Linked DNA regions of Mus musculus: all the other regions are linked to region 2. Evidence: chromatin contacts called from public HiChIP or PLAC-seq and Micro-C data. All regions are on one chromosome and are shown on one strand. The core of a region is the stretch at or near the end of the contact, and the rest is flanking DNA. Distances in the headings are between cores, read along the strand shown.

Region 1 (3,374 bases), core at 84-2,583, 130 kb before region 2:
CATTGCTGTTGTTTCTAAGGCATCCAGTCTGGTAATTTGTTATGTTAGCGAAGCTTCAGGAACTAATACGCATGCCTCCATGGCTTATGGAGCTGTCTACCTTGGCAAGAGAACTGTGGTAAAAGATCTACCACCCCACTCTCCTTTTATTGAGCTATAACAGATGTGGGGATAAAAGTATTAAGAGGAAAAATAAAAAGGCAAACTAAGAACCAGAACAAGACTATATTCTACAGAATGACTGTCCTGTAGCCAGGACCTCTTTGGTGACACACTCTGAGTTTCCATGGCTATGGAAGGGAATGAGGAGGCCTTTTCAAACCAGGAAGGGCCATTGTTGACATCTTCTCAGAGAAGAACTTAGTAGACTCCCAGCTTTCTCAGGACTAGGACTGCACATCCACACGGTGGAAGACAGTCCGCCCTGAGGTGAACAAGGGGGGTTCTTCAGCCGTGTGTTTTTTCAGCCACAGTGCTAACTGTTACATGCCTGTTCTTCAGCCACAAGTGCTAACAGTCGCACGCTGAAGAGCGTGCTTGTTGTGTCTTGAGCTATCTGCCCTATAATTTGCAAAGGAGGGAAGGTCAGTATCTCAAACAGGTTGGGCATTTTTGAACTGAGCCTTCTGGAAGTTTGCAGTAACCCTGTCATACAGTCTTGAATACTTCACTGCTTGGTCACAAGGGAGGCCATGAGAGATGGCTATGAAGGGCAGCCCAGGGTGGGCTTTGATTTTAATCTGCGTGTGCTTATGTTTGGTCAGGAAAGCCTGCATTTGTAGATGCATGTGTGTATAATTATGTTTTTTTTTTCCGAAAAGTACTGAATGGAATTGTAGAGGTTGGTTACACTGGGTCTTCCTCCTGTTCTCCTGCAGGCCGGGTGCGCAGTTAGAACTGCTGTACCCCACTCACGTCATCTTGAAAAGGGAAGAAAGGGGAGTAGCTTAAGTGGTGACACTGATTTTTTTTTTTTTTTTTGATCCTGTAGTTTCTTCTTGGCTCCTTTCAAAGTCTCCTTCTACCTCCTTCTAGGACTAGGTGATTTAAAGGGGAAAAATCATTGCATCTGTATGCTCCAAGCCATCTAATAGGCTGTAAGGTCCATAAAACACCAGCACACTAGCAGCAGGATTGTGTGGTAGGTGAATGGAACAGGAGACACTCCCCAGAGTGAGACCCTGAGTAGGGCTTAGTGTTAGGAACAAAGAGACACAGAGTTTGCAAGGCTGTCAATCACAGGGTGGGGATTTCAAGTTCCGGGTTCATGGCGTTCCTGACACTTGAAAACAAATGTTTGCAATCAGGGAAGTTACTTAACTTTTCCGTGGTATGTAAACAAATTGCTTTTCTTGTCTCAGCCTCCTTGTTTGTGGGCTCGTTTGAGCGTGCCTATCTTTAGGACTTTGCAGTTTTCGGATCCACATGATCCTTCCCTTAATAGGCTCATCAGATCATGATGTCACCTTGATTTCCATAATACTTTTAATGAGCCAGAAAATTGAAGTCATTCTCCTTGCCAAACCATTGACTCAGCTTGTGGTCCTCACCCTTTCTGGACAGAACTCTGCCTGGGTGTCTTCCAAACACATGTTCCTCTTGGAGTCCTGGTGCAAGACCCCTGGGCATATGTGATGCCTGCCCTTATCAGTGGATAAAGGAGGGGCAGATGTTGTTCCCCAGGTTAGCCAACAGCACTGGCAGGAATCCAGGGTGTTCTTTCAATTTTTCTAAAATAAAAACTAGAGGAATACAGTCATAGGAATAAGGGAACCTTCTGCAAGTTTCTTTACAATAGGGTAATTTTCCCTGCCAGCTCTCCAGACTCCCAGACACCCCGTATCCGCTGTGCTCTCTGACTGCAGTCTAGCACTGCACATTTGCCTGACGTATTCCCTCTTCCTGAGCCTTGTAATTCTCATAAGAAGTAGAGAATTATCGGAGGGAAGGAAAGGAAGGGACCAGGATAACTGTAATCACATTCACCATCGACCGTGTTCTTTTGGCATAGTAAAGAGAAGCAGGCACACACCATGAATTTCAGGTTTCAAAAATCATTTAAAAAATTCCAACCTAAATAGAAAACAAGCTCTAATTTAATAAGGCTCCGAAAAGTGGTTTGTAAGAAAGCGCCAGTAATAATCAAGTCCTGGCTGGCCGCAACAATTGGGAAAGAGTGGCACCTCCCAGCATGTCCTCGGGCCATGTGTGTCTGTCCCCCCACCCCCAAAACCACTCTTCGGTTTGGCACACTTTGTCACCTGGCAATTGCTGAGCTCCTGGGGCTACAGACTGGCATGCCCTGGCAGCACCCCACAGTCACCACTGATGGCAGAAAACCAGAGCTGAGGGGGAAAGGGTGGTCCAGCTCTGGCTCTGTGACCTGCCACGATAAGATGCATGTCATTGTAAGAGCTGGGTTGTTAAACCCTTAGCATCGGAGTAGTTTATTTATTTACCTATGCATGACTTCACTCCAGAGGGGGCACTTGGGGGAGGTTCAGAGAATGACAATCCAAGATTAAGAACAAAAAGAAACGTATAGGAGAGAGGAAATAAATGCGAGACTATAAACCATGGAGATGGTATTTATCACAATGGCTATATAATAAGAGAAAGGAGATTTCCCAAACTGTCAGTCTATCTGTTCTGGATGCCTTGTATAGGTTCACACATATGTTAAGGGAGAAGCAGTCCGTCTAGGGGATCAGTGTGGCCCTCTCATGGAGACACCCACCCCTCCCACTAATGCTATGACTCATCAGCCAGCACACTGTTTGATGAAAGTACAGCAGGATTCTTTGGAAGTTAAAAAAATAATAATAGTAAGTTTTGTAAAACTAAGCAGCCCGTTGCAGAGCCGGAGGGGACTGAGGTGGGGGCAGGGAAAACTAGAATTCTGATAGAAAGTTCTGAGCAATGCATAAGAGGCTTAAATACATAAAGAGCAAAGCTAAATTTGGACCAATTTCCTGTGAAATCTCTTGTGTAATATTTTCAATTTGTGCATGTTTAATGTGGTTTATTTTCCTAAGGTTCACGGTATAGGTTTTAAATTTAGCCCTGACTGTGCACATGTGTGGAGAGGTTATAAAACCAGGGCCAGCTCAGCCCAGGCCCCCACTGGTTACACTTCAATGGAGAATACGCTGCTTTCCCCATGCCAGAAATGCCTTTTCTTCTATTTTTCTGTCACCTTGCTCTACCAGTGCCTGTCTAGCTTTGTTTGAGTACCCAAGGATGTTCCAAGGAGCTGTGGACTCTAGAGCAAGGTAATAGGCCAAGTTCTTGTAAGAAGAGTTAAGTCTGTCCACCTTGGGTTGAAATGAAGGCACCCCCTGAGACCCTGATTTGGCCTCAGACACCCTGAGTGA
Region 2 (3,569 bases), core at 586-3,085:
ATGGATGAGTTAGTGGATGGGTGGATAGATAGATGGATGGGTGGATGGATGAGTTAGTGGATGGGTGGATAGATGGATGGGTGGATGGATGAGTTGGTGGATGGGTGAGTGGGTGAATGGATGAGTGGGTGGGTAGATAGATGGATGGGTGGGTGGATGGATGATGATGATCTCTGACTTACAGTTGTTTGTGGTGCTGGGAACATAGACTCTTCCAGCCTTCTGCTTCACTTTCAGCTCAGGACCCAATAAATCAAATGAGATACTTTACCATAACATAACTGTTAGAATAAGTAATTTTGTTCAAATATAGACTAATATAAATGTTTTAATAATTTTTATGTAAACTCAGCTAAGGTATGACTTGCAATAGTATATGAAATACAGCTATGACTTACAAAATATACTCACAAAGTTGTCATGAGTTTATCCAGATACAGCCCTGTCGTAAGTAGAGGGCTGTCCAACTATCTATCCACCTCCTGTATACCTACCTGACTTAAGGAATTGGCTAATGGCTTATATTATGAAAGTCAAGAGGCTCCAGAATCTGCTGTCCACCAGCTGGAGACCCAGGCGAGCAGGTAGTCTAACTCCTGGTAGAAATCTGAAGGCTTGAGAAAGAGAAGCATCCATGGGATTTGTCCCTTCCCAAGATCTTGAGAAAGAGAAGCATCCATGGGAGTTGTCCCTTCCCAAGATCAAGAGAAGACAAGTAATCATACAGAGACAGCACCCCCTTCCTTTGCTTGAGAACTTTGGTTTCCTTCAGACCCTCTGTTGCTTGATGAACACTCAAATGGAGAAGGCACATTGCTTTACTCAGAGGAGACTTGTCCAGCTGCCCTAGGAATAGTGTTTAGCCAGTTCTCTAGGCAGTCTCTAGCCCACCATATTGATGCTCACAACTTTCACAGGCACTGGGTGACCATCCACAGCTCAGCATAGGACCTTAATGAATGTCATCCCGGCTGCTTAGCAGGCGGGGCCGGTAGCATCTAATACATGATAGTTACAATGCTTCCATTCTCGGGTTTGAAGGATCTTTACTGTTTTCAAAATGCCAGGTTTCCAGCCAGTCCCAATGGACACTGCATTAAAAAGTTAGAGCTATTCATCTGGGAGCCTGTCTTCCAAGACTCCTCAAAATGTCATTCTGCACGATAATAAATGGCAGATACAAATAAATAACATGAAGTTAAACCTTTGTTTTATACCTGTGACTGTACATGAGAAGACATTGTCCCCTCTCCTGCTCTTTAGGACATTGCTTTCCTTCCCTGTTAGGCTTAATGTTAGGGACAACCAAGAAGAAGGGGGCTGTTGCTATTGTTCAAGGAAGTTGGAGTTCTAGAGCACCCAGTGAGAAATTCTTCACCCATTTCCCTTGACTTTTAGACAGATATATTCTTAACTGATGGATTCTTTCTCTGAAATACGCACTTGTTGATCTCTTCCAACGTCAGCTTCCTTAACTATGGGAACCACAGGAACTGATGTAAGTTTAGTGTTATAAAGCTCTTTGAGATTCTTGGTCAGTTGTTTATATTTTATACATAAAGCAGTGGAAGTTCAGAGGCGTTTAGGACTTAGCCCAAGGCCCCCAGGTGAATGAGTGGCTGGCTGAAGCAGTAGTGGCCCTGCGGGTTGTTCATACTCAAACCTACGCCACCAACAACTTAGTTCATTTTACCATTTTACTTCAGATCGACACATCCAGAGAAGGCAGCACTGGAACTTTTCTGTTCTGGGTCACAGCTTAGGGCTCTGAGGAGAGACTTGGCTCTCATCACAGGCCAGTGTAGGGGCTTCTCAGGGAGTCATTGCTTCCTGTGGGTAACATCATGTGGTATGTGCTCAAGTGAACTGCCAGTCGCTTTCAGTTTCTATTTCTAGGGCAGATTTACTCTCTGTAGCTGAAACTGACGTTTACGCTGCCTGCAACCCTACCACAAATTAAAATCAGACCCTGAATCTGTCTGGGGAAGATGTTTATTAAGCTGTAGGAAGACATCTAAAATGAGTCCAAATTACATTTTAAATGTGAAACCCCAAATTCCACATTAATTTAAGGGCAGGAATAAGACTGTCTGGAGAGTAATTTGGGTACAGTACAAGTCACCCCTCTTTGGCACAACACAAGGCCACCAGGGGAGAGAGAAAGGTGCCTCTACATGACTTTTTCTAAAGTATTTCCACCTAAAAGATTTTTTGTTTGTTGGTCTGTTTTTCTCAATGAACTTAAAAGAAAAACAAGCTTTTTTAAAAGACTTGATGTCCTTAATAGATGTAGACATTTAAATTTTTAAATTTTATTTATCCACAACTATTCTATACTTTGTTGGCTTTACTGGTTTTTGAGGCAGAATTGCACTGTGGAACCCAAGCTGGCCTCAATTGTGACCCTCTTGTCTTGGCCTCCCAGGTGCTGGGATGAGAGGTGTGTTCCACTGTGCATCACCCCTTCAAATGTATTCACAAATACGGTGACAAGAGGCTTGGGAGAAACAGCAAAGAAAAACAGGTCAAAAGTATTCAACCCTGGGGCTGATAAGACTGCTCAGTGGGTAAACGAAATGGCCACACAAGCCCTATCATCCGTGTTCGCTCTCCAGACCCCATAGTGGAAGAAAAGACTGATTCAAACAGTCACACTCGTTCATACATGTACATACATACAAGCATGCTAATGATAACTAAGAATAAAGTGAAGCCTAGCTTTCAATGTTTGACCCAGCTAATACAGTCCAATTTATCCAAAATTCAAGTCTTTTTAGGTTTCATTGTTGTTGTTTTGGAGGTTATTTTATTTTGTTTTGTTTGTCTCTCTCTCTCTCTCTCTTTTTTTGCCTTTTAGTATGTAATCTGCTTGCTGTGTTTGTATGTGTGGTGAGTGTGTTCATGCACAGAACATGGCCACTGTCTCTATCTTGCTACTTAATAACAGAAGCAGCCCTGACCCTAGGGAAGCAGCAGCCATGGCCACTTGCCTGTGTGTCCAGTCCATCCCAGGCTGAGAAGGCCTCTGAGATCCTTCCATACAAAGTGCGAAGTATATACCAAGTATCATAATTACAAACTTTATTGCTGAGATTTGATTGTTTCAGATTAGTATCAGTTCAGCTCCTGCAAAGCCAGTAGACTTTGAAGGTAGCTCTGGGAGGTTGTACAAAAGAATGACTTCCTAGAACCCCTGCCCTGCTCCAATGTCCCTTGCTTAAGACAAGGGCTAATCTGACCTGACCACACCTTCCCTAAAAGTCAGAATGCTACTTCATGTTACCATGGTCTTTAAAAAAAAAAGACAAGAAAAATCAAAAATAAAATCATGACAAGTTGTTGGAAGCACGGCTCAGGGTTAGAACAACTGCCTCACATGTGTGAGGACTTGGAGAAAGAATTTTAAAATAAAAATTATCCTTGTCACATATAAATCATAGGGGTACCACTTCGAGGAATTGAGAGACAGGATAGAATATAGTAATCTCATTAAGTCATTCAAACTATAGCTCCTACTGAGCGCCAAACTCAGTCTAGATAACTGACACACTGTGAGAGCCGAAACAGGG
Region 3 (3,282 bases), core at 340-2,839, 81 kb before region 2:
TTTGAATTGTACTAAGACCAAAAAGATCTTATTACCATAGTGGAGATGGTCATCAAGTAACACTGAAATGAAGTCATAGTTCTGGTAGAGCATTGCTTCCGAGTGTACCAGGTTTGAGATCCTTGTGCAGGCAACAGCTGACATGTTTGTAAATGAAGATCACATGAGAGAAGGGGGCAAATTCTTCTTTACAAAATGCTTTCTTGTGTCTCTTCCTCCTCCTCCTCCTTTCCCCCATCTCTCCATCTTCAGTCATTTATGCCCTTTAAAATATTCATTCTATCAGCCATGCAAGGAAACTTTGTCAACATCTAGCCACCAGACTTGACCTCTAAGGCAAGTATTTACAAGGCTATGAAGGCACACGCTAGAAATGCAATGAAATCCAAAGTCCTAGAAAAGAGCAAAGAGGAAATTGCACCATGCTCTAACTGCCAGGGAGAAAAGAACAGTAGTGACATTCCTAACAGTCTTATTAGGAGTCCTGGGTACCTCACGTGTGCGGCACTGCTTCATCCTCTCCTCAGCCTCTTGAAGCAGGGTCTGCACTTATTTCCATTTTATAGGAGAAGAAGCTAAGAGCGAGTGATGTTAAATGATGTTTTTGTGTTCACACAAAGCCATCCTAAGTCACTGTCTAATACCTATTTAAAAAAGAAGTTATTTACTTTTTTTTTATCAGAAATAAAATGTAGGGAATGAGATGGGGCTCTAGGGTCAATGCACAGCACTACAAAAAGGTATATATGTTTAAGGTACATATGTTTAAGGTACATATGTTTAAGGTATATATCTTTAAGGTATATATCTTTAAGGTATATATGCCTTAATACACAAGCTTGCCATGGAAATGCACATGTGGTATGATAGCACCCTCTGCCATCCAGGTGTGGTTTCAGGGTTACACAGAACACTCAAATCTAGAGATTGACTTCACAGACTATATATATATATATATATATATATATATATATATATATATATATATATATATATTTATATTTATATATTCTTAGTTAGGGTTATCATTACTGTGATGAAACACGATGACCAAAAGCAAGATGGGGAAGAAAGGGTTTATGAACTAGCAGGCAGAACTGATACAGAGGCCATGAAGGAGTGCTGCTTACTGGCTTGCTCATCTTGCTCTCTTATAAAATCCATCAGTCTGAGGGTGGCACCACACACCATGGGCTGGGTCCTCCCACGTCAATCACTATTTAAAATGCCTAACAGGTAGCCTACAGCCATATCTTATGGAGGCATTGTCTTTGTTGAGGTTCCTTCCTCTCTGATAACTCTAGGTTGTGTCAAGTTGACAAAAGCTGAACTAACCAACCAATAATAAAATTACCACACAGTACAGAATATGCACACAGAGACCATAGATGTGCACACATATAATCTCATGACAAACTTCTTTTTATCAAAGGATTTGACCATGTGATCGACTCTGGACATAGTCCAATATTTTTAGCCAGAGTTATAATAAGATTCCTTTTAGAAATAAGACTCACAGACCAAACCCTGTACCATCTATCTGAAAGGCCACTTTTCCCTTTGTGAGGGTTAAGTGGTTGCCCCAGTCCAAAGTGCAGTCCACATTCTATAAATGGCTATTACTCCTCTGTCTGACTCACTGTATGCATTACAGCAAAGTCACTTACAGATCAACTTATTTTTAGAATCTTAAAGAAACAGATTCTATGGAGTGTTTGTTTCTGAGCAGAGACTAATGCCAGTGAGAACACATCTAGAGAAGTTACTTTGCTTTCATTGGTTTCCCTTGCCACCGGCTCTGTTATAGAGAAGTCTCTGCAGGTTAAAGTTCATAAATTACCTAATAGCAGGTCGACAAAACTCTATGTCAGCACCTTTGTTGTTATGGGCTTATAAGAGGACTTTTGAATTTGAATTAAATAATGTATCAGAAATGTATGAAGAGTCAATATTCATAACGAGACTAAAGATTATGTTACTAGAATCTACCTTACAACTTTGTAAGACTGGGACCAAGGGCGATGGCTCAGCGGGTAAGAGGGTTCACTGTGCAAGCCTGATAACCCAAGCTTGTGTCCCAGAGCCCATGTAAAGACCAAGATGTACTGGCATGCCTCTGTGGTCCCAGCGTTCCCAAGGTGAGAGAGGAGATGGAGACAAACGAATCACCCAGAAGCATGAAGGCCAACAGCCTTGGACCAGCTCCTTAAAACTGTCCCATGACCTCCACAAGGACAATCTAGCATGCATGCACTCTCTCTCTCTCTCTCTCTCTCTCTCTCTCTCTCTCTCTCTCTCTCTCTCACACACACACACACACACACACACACACACTTGTGCCCACTCCCACCCCAACAACCACACATATGTTTAAAAAAGTATATCTCCAAGATGAGAACATTGGGAATACCAGCACCATAAGAGTGACAGAGATGATGGTGACAGCAAGGCCAATTATGAGAGATGACGGTGACAATGGTGGCAGCGAGGCCAGTCATCACAATGAGACGCGATCCTGGATGCGACATGCTGCCCTCTGCAGGCATTTAATCCACATCATTTAGGTTTACACTCGCACAAAGAAAAATGTGAATGTAAATGCAAAGGAATGCTTAGGCCAGTTGAATAAGCGAAGGAATATATTCTCCATTCTAGTCAGGGAATTCTTAAGTCCAAGGAGAACTGCATTTAGTAACTCATTTTAATTTTATTTTCTGAAAGAAAAGAAAAAGAAAAAAAGGAAGGACCTGGCTAGGTATAGTGGAGGAGAAGGTTTATTGTAGATAAAAGGGAGAGTTTGGGATGAACTTGACCCTGAGCCAAGCCCTGTCAGGAGAGGGGGAGGGGAGAAGGAAGAGGAGCCACTGACCAAGAGACCAGGAAGATAAAGGGTAGACTAAAAATGTGCCAGAAAACCAAAAGGGCTGGATAATATAGGGAAGGGCAGTTGGGGGAAGGGCAGTCCAGCCCCTGGGCTGGAGAAGTTTAGGGTAAGGGACAGGTCATGCCAGCCATACCCCTGTTACAGGTAGGGACTGAGGAATAGTGGGAGAACCTGGCAGCCTTAATACACTTTGATATGTTCAATAGGCACTTCAGTAAGCCATTTGTCCCGGGTTTGAGACCTAACATTTCCAAGTTTTGAAAGTGTCTGTTTGGGATGGAAATCAGACACAGGCAAGAAAAACTGAAAATCTGTGAACTAGCTTTCTGTTTAAGCCTTGGAAAGCCAGTGTTTACTTGGCTGGGCAACTATCTATTGGGATTTGATAGCAGATATTT

Evidence for each region. A called contact is a pair of places that touch in the nucleus more often than the background predicts. HiChIP or PLAC-seq counts read pairs in DNA pulled down with a chosen protein or histone mark.
Region 1: a Micro-C map of macrophages shows a contact between it and region 2, with 3 times the contacts expected there. The contact joins two enhancer-like sites. A contact is called at or near these places in 5 of 484 Hi-C or Micro-C datasets (erythroblasts, macrophages, muscle stem cells and 2 more), 2 of 115 datasets of contacts at active chromatin or transcription factors (bone marrow-derived macrophages and embryonic stem cells) and 2 of 9 other capture datasets (embryonic tail and embryonic trunk).
Region 3: an H3K4me3 HiChIP or PLAC-seq map of bone marrow-derived macrophages shows a contact between it and region 2, with 4 times the contacts expected there. The contact joins two enhancer-like sites. A contact is called at or near these places in 1 of 484 Hi-C or Micro-C datasets (liver) and 2 of 115 datasets of contacts at active chromatin or transcription factors (bone marrow-derived macrophages and large pre-B cells).

Annotation. Positions count from the first base shown.
Region 1 is chr6:53,460,733-53,464,106 of GRCm38.p6, forward strand. The region is part of intron 5 of Creb5 (cAMP responsive element binding protein 5); the gene reads left to right. Among named protein-coding and RNA genes, the nearest start is that of Gm38815, 9.1 kb to the right of the region's middle. Within about 2 kb of position 1,334, at least 29 of the 459 cell types and tissues checked have an H3K27ac peak or open chromatin away from gene starts, as enhancers often do. A contact at or near this core is called in macrophages, muscle stem cells and pro-B cells, where this site is marked.
Region 2 is chr6:53,588,121-53,591,689 of GRCm38.p6, forward strand. The region is part of intron 5 of Creb5 (cAMP responsive element binding protein 5); the gene reads left to right. The region is part of intron 3 of Gm33392 (a long non-coding RNA gene); the gene reads right to left. Among named protein-coding and RNA genes, the nearest start is that of Gm33392, 3.0 kb to the right of the region's middle. Within about 2 kb of position 1,836, at least 135 of the 459 cell types and tissues checked have an H3K27ac peak or open chromatin away from gene starts, as enhancers often do. A contact at or near this core is called in bone marrow-derived macrophages, macrophages, muscle stem cells and 1 more, where this site is marked.
Region 3 is chr6:53,507,687-53,510,968 of GRCm38.p6, forward strand. The region is part of intron 5 of Creb5 (cAMP responsive element binding protein 5); the gene reads left to right. Among named protein-coding and RNA genes, the nearest start is that of Gm38814, 16 kb to the left of the region's middle. Within about 2 kb of position 1,590, at least 6 of the 459 cell types and tissues checked have an H3K27ac peak or open chromatin away from gene starts, as enhancers often do. A contact at or near this core is called in bone marrow-derived macrophages, where this site is marked.